Regions from separate parts of the Gossypium hirsutum genome. Here all the other regions are linked to region 1. Evidence: chromatin contacts called from public Hi-C data. All regions are on one chromosome and are shown on one strand. Each heading gives the region's core, a stretch centred on a gene start, on an enhancer-like site or on the middle of the called end of the contact. The rest is flanking DNA. Distances are from core to core; before and after follow the strand shown.

Evidence for each region. Hi-C and Micro-C count contacts between places; a contact is called where the count stands out from the background.
Region 2: a Hi-C map of leaf shows a contact between it and region 1, with 2.1 times the contacts expected there. The contact joins the promoter of LOC107919988 here to the promoter of LOC107918553 in region 1. A contact is called at or near these places in 4 of 34 Hi-C or Micro-C datasets (callus, leaf and seedling).
Region 3: a Hi-C map of leaf shows a contact between it and region 1, with 2.9 times the contacts expected there. The contact joins the enhancer-like site here to the promoter of LOC107918553 in region 1. A contact is called at or near these places in 7 of 34 Hi-C or Micro-C datasets (hypocotyl, leaf and seedling).
Region 4: a contact with region 1 is called in a Hi-C map of fibers, with 2.2 times the contacts expected there. The contact joins the enhancer-like site here to the promoter of LOC107918553 in region 1. A contact is called at or near these places in 3 of 34 Hi-C or Micro-C datasets (cotyledon, fibers and seedling).

What each region holds. Positions count from the first base shown.
Region 1 is chrD13:32,316,946-32,319,543 of Gossypium_hirsutum_v2.1, forward strand. LOC107918553 reads right to left here and starts at 1,314. Exons shown (of 5, transcript XM_016848131.2): 1 at 947-1,314; 2 at 789-838; 3 at 343-448; 4 at 191-249. The coding sequence starts at 1,048.
Region 2 is chrD13:32,682,119-32,684,716 of Gossypium_hirsutum_v2.1, forward strand. It overlaps LOC107919988, which reads left to right and starts at 1,280. Exons shown (of 4, transcript XR_001690507.2): 1 at 1,280-2,295; 2 at 2,378-2,598.
Region 3 is chrD13:32,596,305-32,598,902 of Gossypium_hirsutum_v2.1, forward strand. It overlaps LOC107920708 (S-sulfo-L-cysteine synthase (O-acetyl-L-serine-dependent), chloroplastic), which reads right to left. Exons shown (of 13, transcript XR_001690736.2): 13 at 2,188-2,421. Among protein-coding and RNA genes, the nearest start is that of LOC107920708, 9.4 kb to the right of the region's middle. Within about 2 kb of position 1,312, at least 3 of the 9 cell types and tissues checked have an H3K27ac peak or open chromatin away from gene starts, as enhancers often do. A contact at or near this core is called in hypocotyl and leaf, where this site is marked.
Region 4 is chrD13:32,576,809-32,579,406 of Gossypium_hirsutum_v2.1, forward strand. It overlaps the pseudogene LOC107919587. Among protein-coding and RNA genes, the nearest start is that of LOC121225993, 16 kb to the left of the region's middle. Within about 2 kb of position 1,308, at least 2 of the 9 cell types and tissues checked have an H3K27ac peak or open chromatin away from gene starts, as enhancers often do. A contact at or near this core is called in fibers, where this site is marked.

The sequences.
Region 1 (2,598 bases), core at 64-2,563:
TCAAATGCTGCTCCAAGAAACGATAAAGTCCAAATGAGGGGGTAAGAGTAATCGGAAAGATGTGATGCATCATGCATTCATGCTCCAAAGTCCATCACTCACATTCTAAGATATGTTGAATAAAAGCATGATTATTGCACAACATCAAACGGAAAAGACATGATGAATCCAAAAAACCTATGCAACTTACTTATACATACAGTACTTGAATTCTTGGCTCCTTATATAATCTTTCTCTCCTTCTTCGAGCTACAATATGAAAATCCAAAAAGAAGAAACCATTAAACCAGATGATATAAACAGATGCAGTAGAGCACCACAACAAGGAGGGATTTCACATACCGGATCACTTTCATATATAAGTTCGTAACAAGCAGGAGAAAGGCACTTTAAGGCACAATTCTCCTTTGCTATTGATGAAGACTTGCAGTGCCCACCCCACAGTCCACTGATTTCACCATAAAAAAGAATAAAATATAATATTACACCAAGAAAAAAAATCTTGAAATTAATACATTGTGTTAAGCATCAAAACCCAAAATTTCCTTATCCAATAATCTTTTTGACCAAAAATAAAAATGCTAGAGGAAGAATGAAAGTTGAATTGAGAAAATGGTATAAAAAACTGAAATAAATTCCACTGAAGTACCCAAGATTCAATCAAATATTAAGAACCCAGATTTGTTACAATTCAAATAAGAAAAAAGAAACCCTAATCGAAGACAAACAGTGAATATAAAAGAAAATTAAAGAAACCCAAACATAAAAGGAGAAATGGGAATACCCACCTGTCGATATCAGCATAACATTCACTCTTCTTTTTCTTAATCTCAGAATCCTGTGAAATACCGTTAAAACAACCCATTAGAAAAACAAATCCAATAAAAGAGTTTAAAATAAAAAACTGAAAAATAAATTTATAAAGATAGAAAAAGTCGGCATGTACTGTGATCGGATTTCGAGATTTGGCAAGGACTGACGTAAGGAAATATGAAGAAGGCAATAGAATTAACAATAAAAGAAGGTAACACAAATTAGTTTTGGACATTGATTTTTGTTTTTCTGTAGTTACACAAGCAGAGGAACTTGGAAGGTGATTCCTTTCGTGAACCGTCTCACCGGAGGGCTATTTAATATCGTTTGTGCCCATCCACGACGCCGAATCGGGTGGGGTTAGAAGACTTAAGTGAGATTGGATGGGTATTGCCTTTACTTAGTGTAAAAATAGTGGTGGCGATGAGATTAAATACTGTAGCGATACTGTAGCGTGAGATAAAAAGTAAGCTAAATACATTGCACCGCACCTAATCGCCTATCCAAACCCACTCTTAGGTGAGTTTAAATGGGCGGTGCATTTAGGTGACTTAAAATACATTTACCTGCGGTTAGTGTGCGGTTAGCGTAAAAACAACGATGGAAGTAAGATTAAATACTATAACTATACTGTAGTATAAAACTAACGATGAGAGTGAGATTAGATACTGTAGCTATACTGTAGCATGAGACAAAAAGTAAGCTAAATTCATGTATTTATTTTCATTGGGGTGTGTTTGAAATTTTCTTTTCTTGAGTTACCATATTTAATTTTATTATCATTATTTTTATATTAATCAAAAGTAAAAGTATTAAAAATACTAAATTAAATTAGTATTTTTCGTTACAGATTTTGAATCCATAATGAATAAAATATTAAGATGTGTTATAAACATTAATAAAAAATAAACTTAAAAATTTTAAAAAAAATTAGAATCATGCCATATAATGGATTTGAACCTAGATAAATGATTGGATAATTATTTGTTCAAGATATTTTGAATGTATTTTTTAGTAATTTTATTTTTATAATATAAAAAATAACAATATATATTTTAAAAATAAACTCTTGTATTTTATAATTTTTTGTTTTTACTTTTTTTTTATATTTTAAAATTTTTTTAAAATTTTATGATTTTATTTTTTATTTCAAGTGTATAATGAATTTGAATAAATGATTATCTCGATACAAATGAATTTGGACAATCTTTTATTTAGGTTCATTTTAAATATGTATTTCTCTAATAATTTTATATTTTTATAATATCAAAAATTATTTATAATATAAAATTATTTTTAAAATAAATCAATGTCTTAAAATAAATTCTATTTTTATTACTTAAATTATTTATAATCATTTTAAAATATAGAATTTATTTTAAATTTGTCAATAAAGTAAAAAAATATTTTTAAATTGTTTAATATTAGTTTTTAAAATCTGGAATAAAAATAAAATTTATTTAAAAATGATTTACTAATTAAGTAATAAAAACTAAATTTATTTTAAATCTGAAATTTATTTTTAAAACATTTTTTATTATTAACTTTTAAATTATAAAATGTGTATAAAATTACTAGAAAAATACACGTTCAAAATAAAAATGGACAAAAAGTTCTCCCGCTCCATTTATATCGAGAAAATCATTTGTTCATATTCATTGTGCACTTAAAATAAAAAAATCCTAAAATTTAATTAAAAATCTAAAAAATATAAAAACATAAAATTTTATAAAATATATTATATTTTTTTAAAAATATACTGTTATTTTTTAAATTATAAAAATA
Region 2 (2,598 bases), core at 30-2,529, 370 kb after region 1:
CCATATATCTAATCATTCCATTCTTCCAATGATTCCAAACTGATTTAGGTCTAGAACCAAATCCTTTTTCATATTAAATATCTATTTTACGAGGATGATGACCCTGTTTGACAATTGATTGATAATTCATTGTTGATTAAAGTGGTTGGTTTGACCAACTAATTATATTAATTGTTGATTTAAAAGTGTTTGATAAATTTTAGTTAATAACTAAAAGTTGATATGTGTAAAATGACAAATATGAGCATGTCATATTTTATTGTTAAATATTTATTTGTTTATAATACTTTAGTCTTTATTGGGTGAAATTATTGAAATAAAACACTATTATTAAGGAATTAAAAAATCCATTATGAAAATTAATTAGTAACTATTTTTGAAATTTTAAATAAACAAATTTCTTAAGTTCCTTATGTGCAAATATTAACCTTGTAGAAATTGATAAATATTAATAGTGTATTAATATAATTGTAAACTACATATTTAGTGATAATTATGTCACACTCTGAATAAATTTATCAAGTAGCATATTTCAATTAATATAAAGTTGCATAAGAAATCATTTTACACAAGTAAATTAAAAATAAATTAAGAGTACATAAATATTCAAGAAATAGATATATATCTCATTCCACATATCTTATTAGATTTGAGAGCATGTGACAAATGAAGTAATTTTTAAGCATGGTCAGATATATCATTTCACATATCTTATTCCCAATTCAATTAAAGGGTTCTACTATCCAATCTTCCATTTGTGCCCAAATCAACTAAAAGCGAATGCCCAAATAAACTAAAAACGACCTAAAACTCTGTTTACTAAATACCCAATAACTTTCAATTCTTATAAATGAAGATCGTTTGAATTATCAAAAAAAAAAAGAGCTTAAATTCGATGATGATGATGAATTTAATCAGAAGATGAGATTTCACTTTCACCGTAAAGAATCAATATGAGGCACCAAATGTAATAACATTTTTTAAAATACACTAGATGAATTTAAAAAAAAAAGATGAATTCGTGACCAATCTTTAATTATCTATTTTACAAGAATGATAATTTCCAGTTCTTCTAAATGAAATTGTTAGTATTATCACCAAAATCGCTTAGATTCGATGATGATGAATTCAATCAGAACAATACGAGGCGTAAAGTTTTTTTTATGTTGGCCATCTTTTTTATTAAAAAAAAGATGTTTAAAAAGAAATTAGTTCGCGTCATCCCAATGACTTCAAAGATATATATATATATTTGAAAAAACTCAGATTGGGCTAAAATAAAACTTAAAAGTTTACATAAGAGTTCAAAAGGAATGAAAAACCAACCCAGTACACAGCCTAGGCCCATCGATAAGAAAAAACAAATGCATTAATGAAAAAGAAACCTAATCACCTAGGAAATGAAAAAAAGGAAACAACTCTGCAATGCATTAATATTGCCGTTTCCTCTGCCCAATCAGACTCAATAGTCATAACTCGTCTTGTCCCTTCAATCTCAAATCACCTTCAAGACGTTTTGAAAAACCAAAAGCTTAGTATAGTTTCTCTGAAATCTGCTTTATTCCGGAACCATCTCTCCATTTCTTCCTTATTTGGCTTCAGTCTGGTTCTCTCACCCTGTCGATTTCTGCTTGAATTTCTGCAACTCCAGGGGCTCTTCCGACCAGGTAAACTCCTCTACTACTCTTCATCGCTTCAGATGCAAGATTATGCGCAAGGCCATTTGTAGATCTTGGGGTATGCTCAAACTTACATTCCTTAAAGTATACCGAAAGCTGATGGATATCATGAATAAACGCACTGACCAGTGATTTATCTGGGTTTTTTGTTTTACACTTCTTTATTATTGATAACGAATCACCTTCAATAATAACTCTGTCCCATTTCATATGTACGCCGATCTGGAGAGCTTTCCTACATGTGATTGCTTCCGCTCCAAAAGCTGATGGAACCCATTGATAAACCTCTGAACAAGATAAGAGAACTGAACCCTCTTCATTTCTGGCCACAACTCCGATAGCCGCTTTATTTTGTCCTCTTACAAAAGCTGCATCAAAATTGATTTTGATAAAACTGTCCGTTGGTTTTACCCATTTTTTTCCAGTTGTGGAGGACTGTCGGCTAGTTTTAGCAACTGAGTCTAACTCTGAAATGTAACTGCTAACAAATCTCCCTATTTCTTTTGCAGATTTACCTCCTTTGTTATGTAACCTGTTGTTCCTATCACCCCAAATGGCCCAGACTGCAACACAGAAAATCCGACGGTGGGATGCTGAGCACTGTGAAAAAACCCAGGTTAGCCACTGTTTAAACCCCATCTGGTTATCCTGCACGTAGCTAAGGAAAGATAACTCTCTCCACACTGATATTGTAACAGGGCACTCTCAAAAAAGATGTTCCATGGATTCAGATCCAGATCCGCACCGAGGGCACATTGCAGTACTCGTTAGCCTTCTAAATAGTAGATTGGCACGAGTAGCAAGGAAATTCCACGAGATCTTCCAAACTGTAATTTTAATTTTTGAGGGTAAATCAAGAAGCCAAAGTTTTCTGTAGAAATCCTTAGTCAAGTTGTAAAGCATAAGCTCTAGGATCATA
Region 3 (2,598 bases), core at 62-2,561, 280 kb after region 1:
CAAAAATGCACTAGATCCAATAGAGATAACACAAAATGAATTGCATGATAGTAACAAAAATGGGTCGCATGTATCATTATCCGCAATGAATGTGTTTTTTTTCACTAAGTACAAAAGATAATTTAAAAATTAATTACTTTTTTTGAATTATTATTTAATTTATTTTAATTTAAATAATTGAAGTTCGAAATGAGAGTTAAATTAATTAGTCATCATGGATTTATTGAATGAGGCAATTAAATACATTTCATCGTAGATTTTAATATGATAAAGTTGCCATGACTTTAACAAAATTAGAATTGACTTGAAAAAATAACTTAATTGATAAATTAATTTAGTTAAATTAATTAATTAACTAATATTTTGGATATAGAAAATATTTATTGGATTAGATATATTATAAGTTTTGGATAAATGTCTAAATAACACATATAATTATACCTAATACATGAAATGTCAAATTAGGTCTGGTATATGATAAGGGTGACAAACCCTAGTATTTCCTAAGGTGTGACGTCACTCCTAGTGTACTCTACTCCTAGTAGAGAACTCATATTTTCTATTAAAATATTATTATTTAATTAAACCTTATTCAAGCAAAATTCTTTTATTGTTTCACAGCATGAATTGTTTTAAGTTCTTTACACATATTTGAGAGTGTCGTTATTCTATAAGGAAGTAGTGGTAATTTTTTTAGAAAAAAATTTATTTTCCATGAAAGCTCATAGTTTCTAGTTCTATAAAAAGAATTAATTTTCATACTAAAATAAGAAAAGTTTTTATTCTGGGCACTTGATTTGTTTTATGCCTAAAAATATTGTTTTCTAAATTAATTTTTCCAACAATGATATCTTGTTAAAGTGATCATTCTATCAACGCAACATCACTTATCCATACCAGTTGTTGGGACGGGGTGTTGAGATGAAATAAAATATCCCTAGATGATTGTGTTGTGATAGGTAGTATATTTTGATGGTGGGAGTTGTAGATTATATATATACATCTATATTATATATAAAGAGAGAGGAAACTAAAGAGAGATGCTCTCAAATGAAGAAAAGTTTGTGCCGATCTTGAGGTGTTAAGTTTTGAGATATGATGTTCGAGGGGGTGAACCTATCTATTTAATATTGCTTTTCGTGGCTAGTAGACTTGTCAATTTGTGTAAGTTGTTAGCCTCATAATAGGATCTAAAGAGTTGTATTCTTTAAGGTTCATGCACCTTTTCAATTCATTGAGGGGTGCATGTGACTCTCACCTGCTCCTGATTTTATACACTTAGAGGACCTTTTAATTGTCAAAGTTAGGCTCCTCATGCCCAAAGATGGGAATCTACGCCAAAATAGTGGACTTGGGCTAGTTAGATAAGTGGGGTCTTGTTGAGCCTGACTTAACAACTATGTCAAACTCTCACCATTTTCACATGGTATGAGAATTTCAATGTCTATTGTATCAAATGTAACATTCCATACCCAGTTCAGCAGCTTAACCTAACAACCCTATCATCAATCTTATAATTAATACATGCTCAACACAATTAAAACTTAATGGAATATAGTTCAGACATACAACATAGGATATTTATAATCCAAGTCCAACCAAGCCTTAAAATGGCATTTGAGCCAAATTAGGCAACTTGTGACCCTAAGTACTAATACTAGGATTGTGGTTACTAATACTAGCCTTGAAATATTATCATAGTGAACTTCGATGTTTTGGAGTTCCAACATTCCAAGGGATGTAGCAATACATGACCCCCTTTATATCGATATTTTTCCTCAAAGTTCTGATACTTAGTATAAGGTATCAATACCTCTAACTAAAATTATAAATTCCCCCTCCCAAAAAAGAAAAAATAAATAAATAAATTGCACTACTACCAAACCCATTACACATTTCTAACGTACCTAAGATGCTCTCATAACACAACCAACATATTTGGCATACACAAATACGTTCATAACCTACTTTAAACATGTTAAGAGCACTTCATACACAAGATTTAGCTGCTCAAGTAAAATTTGCTAAGAGGCTAAAAATATTGGCATGAATAAACAATTCTCACAATTCAAGCGTAATACAAATAACATGCTTCTAACTTAATACATCGTCTTTCGAACAAAATCGTCTAGTGTGCAAAAATTAGCGTGTCAAGTAATCCAGCTTACAATATTCAATCTAAACCAAATAAATTATCCAATTCCAAAAACATATTCCATAAATGAACCAATATGTCAATGGGCCAATGGGGTCAAACATTAAACACGATTATGAGTAAAATAGCTAAATAGTAACGTTGGTCCTAGGTACAAGTCTTTGTTTCAATTCAAAGACAAATTGGAAATTAAGTCTTTAAAAACTAAATTGTACGAAAATGCTCGAACGTGCTGCTTCCAAGATATCCTTTCATGCAACCTTGGACTAGCGCACGAAAACAAATATTTCAAAACGGTGAGCGAAAACGCTCAATTGTGATTCACCAAGCTCTAAAAAAATTTTCATATACATTAGCTAACATTAACGGCATACCAAGACATACGTTCACAATTTAAACAATGTATATACTATATAAAATGAAGAAAAATCAGTTCCAAAAGC
Region 4 (2,598 bases), core at 58-2,557, 260 kb after region 1:
TAATTATTTTAGTTACATAAAAATATTTTTATAATTTTTTTAACTAAGTTGACTAAAGTGAGGAGAACTCATGAAAAGGGTTAAATAATCAATATATTGTGTGTATATATATAGTTGAAGCTATATAGCCGCTGAGGTGCGGGAGCCGTTGGGTTTTTTACCGTTGGGGTGGGGTAGCCGTTATGGAAAACGCTTATAGCTGGAAGCGTTTTCCTGTTAATTCGTTACCTAATTCGGTAAATTTTGAAAAAAAATCGATCTAATTCAGTGATTTTTGAAAAAAAATTGGATATTTTTACTCTTAAATAATATAATTATTTTTATAATTTTTTATTAACTGAGTTTATCACAGTGAGGATAACTCATGAAAAGGGTTAAATAATTAATATAGCGTGTATATATACAGTTGAAGCTATATAGCAAAAAAAAAGCAGTGAAAAGAGAAGCAAAGTGAAAACAGGCATGGGAAGATCTCCTTGTTGTGATAAAGTTGGCATCAAGAAAGGTCCATGGACCCCTGAGGAAGACATCCTTCTTGTTTCTTACGTCCAAGAACACGGACCTGGGAATTGGAGATTAGTGCCCACTAACACTGGTATTACCATTTTATTTCATCTTATGTGTTGAAGAATCTTAAACTTTGTCAGCTCAATAAAAAATGGGAGTTTCATACTTTTGGATGCTTAAATTTTAAAAGGGTTGCAGAGATGCAGCAAAAGTTGCAGGCTTCGATGGACAAACTATCTGAGACCAGGAATCAAGAGAGGGAACTTTACACCTCATGAAGAAGGGATGATTATTCATTTGCAAGCTTTATTGGGTAACAAGTAATCTTCAACCATCTTCTTCGTTTTCTTGTAGAAAAACACTTTCAATTCATTGGGTTAATCTCAGACTCAGATTATCTAATTCGGCAATTTTATTTTATTCTTCCACTTAGATGGGCAGCCATTGCTTCATATTTACCACAAAGAACAGATAATGATGTAAAGAACTACTGGAACACCCACTTGAAGAAGAAGCTAAAGAAGTTTCAGCCAGCTATGGAACTCCCCCAAATGGCTCAGGCTTGCTTGAATAAAACCCTAGCTACTGGTTCAAGTTCAACCATTGCTACATATGCTTCAAGCACTGAGATATTTCTCGTCTTCTTCAAGGTTGGATGAGAGCGTCACCAAATATTTGCAGTAATCAGAGTGCCATAATTCTCCAAACCCAGCCGAAAGATGAAAGTGGAGGTGGTGATTTGATGTCGAACGAACATTTTGAGTCCATTTTATGGTTTGAGAACATGAATAATGTTGCCTGGGAGAAATCCACTTGTGGTTCTACTACTTCAAAGGGTGGTTTTCAAGATTCTGGGAATGATGATCAGTTCAGTGTTGAAATTACCCAAGAAATGAAGCAAAAAACTGGGAATAATAGCAAATTTTATCCTTCATTTTCATCTCTTGAGAAATGGCTTTTGGATGACAGTTGTGCAGGTAAAGTTGAAGAGATGAATCAGTGGATGGAACTTTCCCCAATTTTCTAAGATTTTAATTCTTTATTTTTATTACTGTGGTAGATTTGGTTTTCACTCTATGCCGTATGGTTGTTTACATAGCAAATACTATCACCATTAATTATGATATATCAAATCACAAAATAATAATCATAATTTTTTATAGATTTAAATCATCGTAAAATAAGTTTTTATCTTCTCGTGAATGTAAACATATCAAATATTGTTATGATCAATTACGATAGGCTCAAAATTATAAAGACACATTAAATATTATTGCCATCAATTATAATAAATATTAACAACAAAAAAGCTCACAGCTATGAAATATTGATTGTATCATGAGTTTTATCACCCTAAACATGATTAAGGGGATGAATTGAATTCATATTTATACTTCAAAACCATTAAAAAATTGGTTTGTAAGCTTCATTCACTATAGAAAGCAGAAGAATCAATTTATTCTCTAATCTAACACTAATTTATTCAGTAATACAATAACTCTTTACCCAAATTTTTTTATCAAGTTATTATAATCATATAAAAAATCATTGCATTTAAGTAGATTGTAGGACACAACTTTGCAATACCTGCTAATCTAAGCGGTACCAAAGTTTAGTATTGATACTTTATATACCAAGCAATAAATTTTGAGCGACTGTAATGCCATACGCTCACTCTTCAACGACTTTACTCTTCACTCGGGATCGTATAAGCAAATTCTATTATTGATATTAATACCATAAAAATTTAGGTTGAGCATAATAATTTTGCAATAAATAAATTAGACGGCCTTATGGTCTTCAATAATTGAAATTTAAACTACAAAACTGGAAAAGAGACTATAGGCATATTAAATTCCTACTTTTGCTGCAAATTAAGTGTGTTTTATTATATATAAAAGCAGGAACTGGGTTAAAAAGTTTAATTCAATTTTCTTTTAACACCAACACTCCATCATGTTTCGTACATTAGGGGTGGAGAATATGTTAATTTCTTGAAGAAAACAATATGTGACTAATTATAGACAAGAATAAAAAGAATAAGCCAACTGATTAATTGGATGGGTGAAGTTGATTTTAGGTTAAGTTAAT